Linked DNA regions of Mus musculus: regions 1 and 2 are each linked to region 3. The links are chromatin contacts, called in public ChIA-PET maps. All regions are on one chromosome and are shown on one strand. The core of a region is the stretch at or near the end of the contact, and the rest is flanking DNA. Distances in the headings are between cores, read along the strand shown.

The links. ChIA-PET counts read pairs in DNA pulled down with a chosen protein or histone mark.
Region 1: a contact with region 3 is called in an RNA polymerase II ChIA-PET map of memory CD8 T cells, with 106 read pairs. The contact joins the promoter of Prr14 here to the enhancer-like site in region 3. A contact is called at or near these places in 6 of 115 datasets of contacts at active chromatin or transcription factors (the SCID.adh cell line, bone marrow-derived macrophages, embryonic stem cells and 3 more) and 3 of 9 other capture datasets (adipose tissue, liver and pancreatic islet).
Region 2: an RNA polymerase II ChIA-PET map of memory CD8 T cells shows a contact between it and region 3, with 8 read pairs. The contact joins the promoter of Zfp688 here to the enhancer-like site in region 3. A contact is called at or near these places in 1 of 39 promoter capture datasets (macrophages), 1 of 484 Hi-C or Micro-C datasets (cortical neurons) and 3 of 115 datasets of contacts at active chromatin or transcription factors (embryonic stem cells, memory CD8 T cells and pancreatic cancer cells).

The regions. Positions count from the first base shown.
Region 1 is chr7:127,469,612-127,473,831 of GRCm38.p6, forward strand. Prr14 (proline rich 14) reads left to right here and starts at 2,003. Exons shown (of 11, transcript NM_145589.2): 1 at 2,003-2,366; 2 at 2,487-2,655; 3 at 3,984-4,105; 4 at 4,186-4,220. The coding sequence starts at 2,344.
Region 2 is chr7:127,419,352-127,423,418 of GRCm38.p6, forward strand. Zfp688 (zinc finger protein 688) reads right to left here and starts at 2,683. Exons shown (of 3, transcript NM_026999.4): 1 at 2,458-2,683; 2 at 2,054-2,167; 3 at 1-290. The coding sequence starts at 2,653.
Region 3 is chr7:127,630,752-127,634,832 of GRCm38.p6, forward strand. No RefSeq gene overlaps it. Among named protein-coding and RNA genes, the nearest start is that of Gm51458, 4.3 kb to the right of the region's middle. Within about 2 kb of position 1,915, at least 9 of the 459 cell types and tissues checked have an H3K27ac peak or open chromatin away from gene starts, as enhancers often do. A contact at or near this core is called in memory CD8 T cells, where this site is marked.

The sequences.
Region 1 (4,220 bases), core at 753-3,252, 160 kb before region 3:
TATGCTGTCCTAGAACTATGTAGACTAGGATGGCTTTGAACTCAGAGATCCACCTGTCTCTGTTTCCTGAGTGCTGGGGTAAAAGGTTTGTCCCACCACCACTTGGCAATAAACATACATATTTGTTGTTTTGCTTGTTTGTTTTTTTTGTTTTGTTTTGTTTTGTTTTTCCAGTCATGGTTTATCAGTTTAACAGCCTTGGTTATTCTGGAACTAAGTCTGTAGACCAGGCTGGCCTCACGCTCACAAAGATCTGAAAAACATACTTTTTTTAAAAGTAATTTTTTTTTTCTTTAAAAAGATCAATCAAGCTAGGCAGTGGTGGTGCATGCCTTTGGTCCCAGCACTTGGGAGGCAGAGGCAGGTGGATTTCTGAGTTTGAGGCCAGCCTGGTCTACAGAGTTAGTTCCAGGACAGCCAGGGCTACACAGAGAAACCCTGTCTCCAAAACCAAACAAAAACAAAAAGATCAATTGAGGAAGACACCTAACAATGGTTTCTGACCTCCACATACCAACACACACACTGAGACACAGAACAGCTAATTCTTGGGGAGTTAGGAGCTTTGGTTAGGTGGTAAAGGCGCATTCATAGTGCAAGATGCCAGTAAATGACCACTTCTTCCCCACCAGTAGTCCAGCTCCTAACAAAAGGTCCTTTGGAGCAGGCTCTCCAGCATTAGGATCGACTGCTTATCTCTTATTCCAAAAGACTACCTGACACCCTGCAGAGGACAGGCTCCTCTTCCAAGAGTTACTTCTGCCAGCCCAGAACAGGAAGGACAATGAACCGGCTCCACCAAGCAACCCCAGGTTGGTTATATTAGTCGCCTTCTGAGTGGCCTGCAGACACTACCTAGGAAGAAAGGAGGGGGGGGGGGGAGGAGAGAGAGAAATGCTAGTGAATGAAGCTCACCGCACCCAGCCTTCTCCCCACTTAGGCTGTTCCTGGTCTCTCCAGAAACTGAATTGGAAGCTAGAGGCCACATCAGGCCTACTCTTTAACTTGGGATCTTCAGGTTTTCCGTCCCGCCGTCCCGACTTCCGGAACTTCAATCCTAAGGAACTTAAACCTAAGAAAATGGGAAATTCCCAAATCCTTAACATTTAATCGATATTCACCGGCGTTAAGAACAAGAAAAATTACGTTAGGTGGAGAAACTTTAGCTTTCCTACACTTGTCCAAATATAACAAGAAACGTGATATAGTAGTTGGTCGCTGACCAGCCTTTGAAAAATGACGCTTTTCGGTCGACTAGTGCTAAAATCAGACTGCCCTCAATTAAAATGGCGGTGCAGGCACAATTGAGCTTCTTTGCCCCTACGTATTATGGCGGGCAGGAGATTTCACGCAGTTTCTCCTAACCCCGGAAGACCGGAACCGGCAATTGGGCGGTGCTTAAGACACACAGAAGAAGGCCTCTGACGGTTGGACAGCGCTGCATAAGGCAGGCTTTAAAGAAGCCGGAGGTGGGAGCTGTTTGAAACCCGGATCCTTGGAAAGCTGCGGTGAGAGGCGTAGGGGAGGGGTGGGAGTGGGGGGGACCGGGCTGGAGAGAGGGCCGGGAGGCGGGGGGAGAAGAAAACGTTTGAGCCAACTGGTCCGGGGCGCCCGAGAACGCGGGGCGGGGATCCAAGTAGGGCGGGGGCTTGGGGTGGGATGTTACCGGTGGGCTGGACCTTCTGGGATTGGAGTGAATGGTCTACCGGTTGGTTTGACAGTTTATAACCCAGAATCCGGACTGAGTTCAGTGATGAGTTTAGGCCTCCCCCAAGGGGAACTTCGTTAAGCTGAAGCTCTCAGTGGGAGGAGGCAAGTTGCGCGGCTTCTGATTGGAAGAACCGCGCAGTAGGATTCTTTCCACAGAGATCCAATTTAGGCGATCTGGTAGGAGGGAGGGCTGTTACTAAGTGGAGTAATTCTTTTGGAGCTCTTGCTTGGTGGGGCGAGGACCACAGAGGAATCTAGCGGAAACGGAAGCCTCTCGGGACCGGGATCCCACCGGATCCCAGAGAACCTCAGGGAGGCATCTAACAGGGACAAAGGTCCCAGGAGGCTCGAGCGGTGGGAGAGCTGTAACCTCCGCAATCCAGTCTCGCGGCAGGTGCCAGGCAGGGCCCGAGTGATCAAGGCGGCTGCAGCGGGAAGACCCGGCTCCGAGAGGCCGGCCGGGGGCGCCCTTTGGAGGAAGGGCCTGTGCCCTACCGGGAGCCGCAGGCGGACTATGAAGGGCGGAGTCCCGGGGGAGGAACTGGCCCTCATTCCCCACTCCCCCGCTCCCCAATTTACCCCAGGCCTCAGCCTGGGATACCCCAGGGACTCCCCGGAACCGCCGCTTCCCCCATGGACTTGCCTGGGAACTCCAGGTGAGAGCGTACCCCGCCCGCCTGACTTGAGCTCGGGAGACGGGGATGCTGACGGCTGCACCCGACTACAACAGAGGCAACAACAGGTTCAGGCAACTGTCTTCTACTTTCACCCTCCAGCCCTTTTACACAGCCAAGCCTGTGCCGTCAGCCTCTATCTCGAGCATCATGGGAAGCCAGGAGCCCGAAAAGACCGAGGCTGCAGCCTTTGGGGACCCCTTCATCCCTAGAAAAGGCCTCTCGGAGGGTCCTTGCCGTGGTGTTGGAAGATGTCATGACTACAAACAGGGTGAGCCCTTTAAGTGAAAGACCACTCCCTCTTCCCTATCCTCCATCCCCGCCCTGGCTTAGTACTAAAGTCAGACCAGTTCCACTAAGCCAGCCTTCAAAGCAGCCTCCATAATGCAAGACCATATGGTTTTGGGTAATTCATGTGCCTGTCCAGTCACCCACTCACCCAACCACATCCTACTAAGTATGAAAAACTCTTCTGACTGCCCTGTTATCGCTATCCTTTGCTACTTGGTGGGTTCTTCCATCCTCCCAACCCCCTAACACTAGTTAAGAAAGAAAAAGAATAGAGAGGAAAGAGATCTCCGAATAAAGGCAAGGGAGGGAATGGGGCGATGGTAGGCTACTTTCTGCTGATTAGGGGTGTCGAGTTCCTTGGGGCAGGTTTGATCTTCGCCATCAGGATATCTACTTTCTTCTTGTGAATAATAACAAACATCCAATCAATAACCAACCCATTCCTTGGGGGCCTTAACATGAAAAGTCCCCAGAATTCCAAAAGTCATACAATTGCAGAACCTGTCTGTAGCTGGCAAAATTATGCCCCTGCTGGAGGCAAATCTTAGTAAGTTGCTATGGACAATCTAAAGCAGTCCCATATCCCACACCTGGGAGTAAAACAAAAACATGATATTTTCGTGCTTTTTAAAAAAGAAACCAAAGCCGGGCAGTGGTGGTGCAAGCCTTTAATCCCAGCACTTGGGAGGCAGAGGCAGGCAGATCTCTGAGTTCGAGGCCAGCCTGGTCTACAGAGTGAGTTCCAGGACAGCCAGAGCTACACAGAGAATCCCTGTCTCAGAAAACAAACAAACAACCCCCCCCCAAAAAAAAAACCCAAAAAAAGAAAGAAAGAAAAAAAAAACCCAAAAATCCAAAATTGTCACTTCTCTGTTCTCTTGTTCGGAAGCATGCTGGTAGTGTCTTTGGCCACAAGGCAGACATGAGAAAAATGGTACTGTCTTTTACCATTTTTCTATTTCTCTAGAACCTGGGTAAGAAGAAGAGATTACATCATTTCACGCCTGTAGTTCCTGACTAATAATATCTCACCCCTAATTTAGACCAAATCACCTCTTTTAGGGATTTTCGTGGAGTCCAGCTGAAAATCTCTTTCACCTCTGTGGCTAAGGACACAGTGAGACACAGAAGACCCTGTCCAGTCACTCTATTTCTCTGGGTTTTGTTTTGTCTTACTGAGACAGCGTCTCACCTTTTAGACCAGGCTGGCCTGGAACTCTGAGCAGTCTTCTGTGTTAGCCTCACAAATGCTGGGATTATAGGCATAAACCCAGTTTTGCTTGCATCTTACAGCCCTTCCTCTTGTAGGTCCCCCTGACACACAAAGAGGACACTCCCAGCCCACTGACTCACAACCATCATCAGGATCCTGTCTGCACACAGTCACCTGCTTTACCATCCCAACAGGTCAAGTGGTCCATGCAAGCCAGGTAAGTGTGAAAGGGAAGGGTTTAAGCTGAGAAGACAGCTGAGCCCACTGACCCCGCCGACCTTCTTGTTCTTTCTCTAGGCCTCCTGACCCACTGCATTTGTGCAGAGAACCCT
Region 2 (4,067 bases), core at 1,433-3,932, 210 kb before region 3:
CCGGTGGCTGACCAGCAAAGATGGATAGGTAAACCGGCGTCCACAGTCCACACACACATGACGTCGCTGGCTGGCCTGAATATCGGTGTTTGGTACCTGGACAGGAAGCTGCACACCTGCTATCTGGTCTGGGGCAGCTTTGGTAGGTGGCTGTGCCCCTGCAGAGGACTTGGTAGCCATGGAATAAGTCTTATGTTCAACCACCTCTTTAGGTTGCAACTGAGCAGGAGCCTCTGCCGGTCTCTCTCCTCCTTCCTTGCAGCCCCACTCTGTCTCATTTGGAATGTCTCCTGGGAAACAGAAATTAATTGCATTTTAAAAACTCATTTGTCACTGGGCAGTGGTGGCTCATACCTTTAATCCCAACACTTCAGGGGCAGAGGCAGGCAGGATCTCTGCGAGTCCTAAAGCCAGCCTGGTCTACAGAGCAAATTCCAAAACAGCCAAGAATACGTAGAGAAATCTATCTCAAAAAAACAAAAACCAAACCAAACCAAACCAAATTAAAAAGCCCCATTTGTCCCGCCAGGGAAGTAGCTGTAATCCCTGCATTTGGAAAAGGTGAGGCTGGAAGATAGCCATAAGTTTGAGGCCAGCATGGCCTACATAGTGAGATCCTGTCTCAAAAACAGGATAGTAGGGTGTGATCGTTGCTCACCTTTAACCCTAGCACTTCAGAGGAAAGGCAGGTAGGTTTCTGTGGGTTTGGAGACAACCCGGTCTAAATGCTGAGTTCCAGGCCAGCCAGAGCTACCTGTCTTAAAAATGAAAACAATCAACACAACAAAAATAAAACAAACCCGGGGCTGGGATGGCTCAGTGGTTAGGAGCACTTGCTGTCCTTCCACAGGGCCTGAGTTTACTTCCCCAAACCCACATGGGGCAGCTTACAACCACTGTAACTTCAGCATCAGGGACGCTCATGACTCCGGTCTCCCTGGGCAGCTGCACTTATGGAGACCCATACACTGACACAGAATGAAAAATAATAAAGATAAATCTTAGGAAAAAAGTTTCAGTAAAACCTAACACGTCTGCACTGACCACTCTAGCTGTTACCCAGGCAGCACCAAAGCATAGCCCGGTGGCTAACACGGAGTTGTTGAAAGTCAGTTAAAATCCCCTTCCTCCTGTGTCAAATGGGAAAAAGTAACGGTCCCCTGACTTCCAGGATTGTTGGATTAAATACATACATGCTTATTGGTCACTTAGTAAATGCTCAATAAACAGTATTTACTGGTGTATTTTGTAGTTGGTTTTGGTGCAGCGGTTCTTTGATAGATGAGGCACCATATTTGCTTCAGGGTTCTTCCACTCAGGGTAGAGATGGGAGACGAGCCAAGCTGTCATTATCCAGGCAGACACTTTTCTTGTGTACCACTTTGCCTTGTTCAAGAACTATGATAGGCAGACAAGTTCTATTTTTAGGGGCATTTTAGGGATTTTTGGAGGGTAGGGGTGGTGAGCTGAGACAAGGTCTCACAGTATGTTGTCTCAATTGGCCTCAAATCCCCCTGCCTCTGTCCCCCCGGGGTACTGAGATTAAAGGTGTGTGCCACAATGACCAGCCTTAGTTAGTTTTAAAAAGGGGAAATGAGTGTTATTTTAACAAACATCTGGAAACATAAACATTCTTTGAGTTCTAGATTCTCCTACTCTGTTTTTTTTTTTAAGATGTATTTATTTGTTTTTATATACATTGGTGTTTTGCCTACATTTGGTTCTGTGTGAGGGTGTCAGGTCCCCTGGAACTGGAGTTACAGACAGCTGTAAGCTGCCGTGTGGGTGCTGGGAATTGAACGCTGGTACTTAGGAAGAACAGTAGGTGCTCTTGACTCATGGGCCATCTCTCCAGCCCCCCTACTGTTTTTAATAGGACAGCTCTCCTGAATTTCCAAAACTCTGGAGTAGATAGGCTTTCTTTTCTTTAGTATCTGAACATGTAGGCTCTAATCTGTAGGGATGCTGGAATGGGGAATCTGAAAGAAAGGTTTACTAGAGAAGAAACCCCCGGACAAACAAGGTTTCAGGAGGACTTGGGACAATCCCTCACCTCTCGGAGCTCCTCCCAGGCTTTCCCCCTCCTCAGGATCCTGGGCGGCGGGGCTCCAAGCCTCACTCCCCTGTTCCATCCAAGAGATGAGGGCTGGTTTGGGGCCCGGGAACCCTGAGAGAGAACAGGGGTCACAGTGCTGGCCTGAGAGGCTGGCCGGGGCAGATAGCATCCCACTAGGGTGAGGGCACCTCCTCGGAACTTATGCACACATTAACCTGGACAGGGTTTGCGATGCTCTTGCCTGAATGGAGACTCCCGAGGAAGCCCTGAGAATGGAAGGTGACTGATGCTGCTGGTGGAAAAGTGCGGGATGAGGGCTCATAATCCACTTGATCGGTCTACTGCAACTCCCCGGTGAACCCCCAGGAGGATGGGGGCGGGGCTCTGACTCGGGGCCTCACCGAGCGCGCCCAGGAGGCCGTAGGTCTCGCGCATCACCTCCCGATACAGGGTTCTCTGCGCGGGCCGCAGACACCCCCACTCCTGCGGGGAGAAGTACACGGCCACGTCCGCGAAGCTCACAAGCTCAGGCTTCCTGAAACCGGGCCAGATCTCCCCAGGCATCGGAACCAGCAGTGAGGCCGGGGGTGGCGCCATCGGGGATCCTGCCCAGGCAGCGGCTTGGCTGCCCTAGCCTTCCGCTTCCGGCCTCCGCAACCGCGGGAAACCACGCCCTTGGCACGCCCCTTGGTCACAGTTGCTAGCAACGCGTGCGGAACGAACGCGGCAGCCTTACTGGCCGCAAGGGAATGCAGAGCAATAGTGTTTACTCCACAGCTGCTCACACAAAGACACGAAGGTGTGAAGGGAACCGAAAGATGTCTTCAGAAAACATGGAGACCGCCTAGCTTCAGTTGTCATTGACGGCACTGAGGTGCCCTTTCTGCAGCTTAACAAACTTCGGACTTCCACTGCCCGCGGCGCCCCATTTGCCCTTAAATACAATGACCGCTTCAGGAATGTTGGTGTTCGTTTCTATGTGTAGGAAAGAGAGACCTTCAAAAAATACCCGCTACCTGCTGCCTCATGGACCTCTGTGCGCAATTACAACGGCTGATGATTGGCTGTAACGGCAAGGAGCAGCAGTGTTGCAATTGGCTTCGGAATGGCGGGACATCTGAAACTGTTCTGAGGACCTGGGCATCCCTGGTGCCTGAGATAGTGTCTCCCCAGTCTCCCAGTGTGCGTCCTGCTGATGTAACTGGAATCTGATGGTTAGCCTCTAGAACCTGGCAAAGCCTGAGTATTGCATTTCAGAAACTCAGTTCGTGTCTTCAGAGAAGTTGACAGAATACTTGAACCGGTGGTTCTGCTCGCTTAGTCTGTATATTTAAGTTACAGGCTAAGGGGTGTGCTTAGTGTGTTTCTGCTCGGATGAAAGCATATTCTGGGACGTGGAAGCCCAGGAACCACACAGCCCAGAGGTGGGACAGTCTCCTAAGGGAAGGGTATTCTGAGACATGGGGGCTCAGGAACCACAAGCTGGAGGGTCCAATGTGTGGAGGGATGAATCCAGAGAAAGCTGCCCTCTGCTCCTTGGAGCAGACAATAGGGAAGTGAACAGAGGGCAGACCTTATATAGGACTTCTTAGGGGGTAGAGCTTTTCAGGGCAGAGAGTAAAGATTGGTGGGATTTCAAATCCTGATCTTGGGGAGCTCAGGGCTTGGTGTTTTTTTTTGTTTTGTTTTGTTTTGTTTTGTTTTTCCCTGTTCAAGTGTTGGTGGGTTTTCATGCTCAGAGAGAAGTGGGGTTTTGTTGTTGTTGTTGTTGTTGTTGTTTTTCCTACTCAGGGATTGGTGGCTTTTTTCCACCACCCCCTTTTCCTGCATTGGGCCCATGGCTACAGATGGCTTTGATTGAGGTAGCATCTCTGTGGAGCTGTGTGGGGAGGCTAGAGAGGGGGTGGACAGCTCCTGCAGTGGTGTTCAATTCACCAAGGCTGTAGGCTGAGGCAGGAAAGGTGTCACCCACCGCTCCTGTGGGACAACTCCTGCTGAGATGGGAAAAGAG
Region 3 (4,081 bases), core at 665-3,164:
CTTACAGTTTCAGAGGGTCAGTCTATTATCCTGATGGTGGGAAACATAGCTGACCACAGGCAGACAGGAGGGGGAGCTGAGAGTTCTAGTTCCTGATCTAAAGGCAGAGGAGACACACTAGGCCTGCTGAGCACGTGAGACCTCAAAGCCCACCTCCGGTGACACACTTCCTCCAACAAAGCCACTCCTAATGTCGTTCCCTGCTGACCCAGCATTCAAATCTATGAGTCTATGGGAACCATTCTTTTTTTTTTTTAATAATTTATTTATTGATTATATGTAAGTACACTGTAGCTGTCTTCAGACACCAGAAGAGGGCATCAGATCTCATTACGGATGGTTGTGAGCCACCATGTGGTTGCTGGGATTTGAACTCTGGACCTTCGGAAGAGCAGTCGGGTGCTCTTACCCACTGAGCCATCTCACCAGCCCCTATGGGAACCATTCTTAATCAAACCACCAGAGTCTTCATATCAGTCACACACACACACACACACACACACACACACACACACACACACACATACTTCACAACTCTTCCGCCTGAGACTCATGAGTGCTGGTATACGGGTGTGTGCTACCATGCCCAGCTTTGTATTGTGTGTGCAGAAAGCCATGTCTCCAATCTTTGCTCTAGAACAAGTTCAATAGAGTCAGATAGACACAGGAAGCCCAGGGACGCACAGTACGAACCAGGACCACAGTTGTTAGGAGTGTGGATGTGAGGCCTTTAAAGCCACCAGGACAAATACTCAACTCTGGCACAGCCCCGTTCGCTCATGTGTTTGAATGCTCAGTGACTAAACAGAGGCACTGTTTGAAAACAATAGTGTGACCTTGTTAGAGGAGGCATGTCACTGGGAGTGAGCTTTAAGGTTTCAAAAGCCCAAGCTAAGTCCAGTCTCCCCCACCCCCACCCCTCTAGAGGATCAGGATGTAGCTCTTTGTGACTCTTCCAGCACCATGCTTGGTGTCATGCTCTCTGCCATGATGATGATAATGGACTGATTCTCTGAAACTGTAAGCCAGCCCCTGATTTTTTTTTCTTTTTCTTTTTTCTTTTTCTTTTTCTTTTTCTTTTTCTTTTTCTTTTTCTTTTTCTTTTTCTTTTTCTTTTTCTTTTTCTTTTTCTTTTTCTTTTCTTTCTTTCTTTCTTTCTTTCTTTCTTTTTTATTTTTTTATTTTTTTTTTTTTTGTAAGAGTTGCCTTGGTCATGGTGTTTCTTCATAGCAAAAGAACAGTGACCTTAGAGCCGGGCGTGGTGGCACATGCCTTTAATCCCAGCACTTGGGAGGCAGAGGCAGGCAGATTTCTGAGTTCGAGGCCAGCCTGGTCTACAAAGTGAGTTCCAGGACAGCCAGGGCTACACAGAGAAACCCTGTCTCAAAAATAAAACAAAAAACAAAACAAAACAAAACAAAACAAAAAGAACAGTGACCTTAATCCCAACAGAAACTCACATCTAGGTAGTAGTGATGTCTAAACAAACAACAAAAAACCTGAAACAACAATAACAAAGCAGATACAGTAAGTGATTATCTGGCCTTTGGAGTTACTAGATAAATAATAAGTCTACCTGCCTTGCCCTCTTTCAAGGACCACTCACAAAGAATAAAACAAGTTGGCCCTAGAACCATCCAATTGGTAAGAAGATCATTTTGGTATTTTTAATGGGGATCTTGAAGATCCTGCACCAGGCTTGGTGCGAGCCAGCCCTGCCTTACCCCTTCCCTTCCTCTTCTGTTTTTATTTTTTGTAGGGTCTTGCTATACTGAACAGGCTGGTCTTCAACTCTCTATGAAGCCCAATTTCCTTTGAAGTTCTCATCTTCCTGCCACAACCTCTGAATTCAAGCCTACCTCACTGCCACCCCACCCCACACACTTATGCTGCGGTGCTGTAACTCAGAATGTTAGGAAAATGCTAATTAGCTACAGCCCTAGCCCCTGACAGGCTGCCCCTAGCTTATGGAAATTGAAGTTCTACCCAGTGTGGTGGCACACACCTTTCATCTCACATTCTAGAGGCAGAGGCAGAGGCAAAAGGCAGGCTGAAATCTGCGAGCTGGAGACCAGCTTATCCCACTACACAGTGAATTCCAGGACAGCCAAGGCTACACAGAGAAACTCTTATCAAAACAGAACAAAACAAAACAGTCCCCAAACCTAGCCAGGCATGGTGGCACACAACCATTAATCCCAGCACTCAGGAGGCAGAGGCTAAGGGATCTCTGCGAGTTCTAGGCTAGCCTGGTCTATAGAGTGAGTTCCAGGACAGCAAGGGTTACATGGAGAGACCCTGTCTCAAACAAAACATCAAAACCAAAACAATACAAAGAATTGAAGTTCAGAGATGTAGCAAGCACCTTAGCTAACGATACCTGCTCTGATGAGCTGTGACTTAACTCTGTCCTGCTGGGCTCACACCATGCCATCCCATGCCAATCACAAGTCATTTGTTTGTTGGTCTATTTTGGAATTCCAGTTGAATTATATCTTTCCTGGATGGGTTAGGTGATTTAGAATACTCACTGGCACATTTCTCATTCAAATCAGCTCAGGAGACATCAACTACCTTCAAGAAGTGCAATGCTTTCTTCAGATTTCAGCTTCTCCCATGGTTTCTATTTCTGCTTACCATGTTTATTATAAAACAACTTTCATCATGCAACTTAAGAATAACCAGGAGGGCCTGGAAACATGGCTCAGGGGTTAGGAGCACTTCTTGCACTTGTGGAGGACTGGGTTCAGTTCCCAGCACCTACACAGCAGCTTACTACCATTCATATCTCCAGTTCCAAGGATCTAATATGATCTTCTGACATTTGTGGGTCAAGTACACAGTACACATCTGTACATATAGGCAAAACACTCACACAATAATAAATAAATTTTAAAATAACCATGAAATATCCAAACATAAATAGTATTATTATATTAGCATATAAGAACAGACACTTTCAGAGACTAGAGAGATGGCTCAGCAATTAAGAGCACTAGGTACAGCCGGGCGTGGTGGCCCACACCTTTAATCCCAGCACTCGTGAGGCAGAGGCAGGCCTTTTTTTGATTTCGAGGCCGGCCGTGAGTTCCAGGACATCCAGGGCTATACAAAAAAACCTCAAAAAAACAAAAACAAAACAAAACAAAAAAAGCACTAGGTGCTTTTCCAAAGGTCCCAGGTTCAATTCCCAGCAACCACATGGTGGCTCACAACCATCTGTAATGCGATCTAATGCCTTCTTTGGGCATGCAAGTGTACATTGAAGATAGAGGACTCATATACATTTAAAAGAAAGAAAGAGGCGGGGGGGAGAGAGGGAGGGAGGGAGGGAGGCTCTCAAACATTATATAAGAGTATTTCAGCGTTGCTTCCTTGGAGGAAAATCTGGTAACACTGACCAGTCTCTAACCTGGTCAAAGACTTTGAGATATCCATTTCTAGATTCTCCACAATGAACATGTGGACTGTGTGTGATAAAACTGGTTGGTGGCAGCAGAAGGAGGGTGGCCACAAGTTTGAAGCCAGTTTGTTCCACAAACCAAGCTCCAGACTGGCCATGGCTATTACACAGCTTGTGTCAAACAAAACATAACCAGAAGTCTTGCTTTATTGTGCTCTGAAAACATCTTTCACAGTCACAGATTTTCCTCGAAGCAGGGTTGATGATATTCTGGAGCAGGCACCATTTCCCACTGATTTTTATTTTAAAAAATATTTGTTGTTTGGCTGGAGAGAATGGCTCAGCAGTTAAGAGCACTAGCTGCTCATCCAGAGGTCCTGAGTTCAAGTCCCAGCAACTGCATATAGAACAATTAATTATCTATAATGGGATCTGATGCTCTCTTCTGTCTGATGTTTTCTTCTGTCATGCAGGCATACATGAAAATAGAGTGCTTAAATAAATAAATAAATAAATAAATAAATAAATGCATCTTTAAAATATATTTATTGCTGGATAGAGTTGGCACATGCCTTTAATTCCAGCACTTTGAAGGCAGAGGCAAGCAGATCTCTGAGTTCAAGACCAGCCTGTTCTACAGAGTGACTTGAAGGACAGTCAGGACTACACAGAGAAACT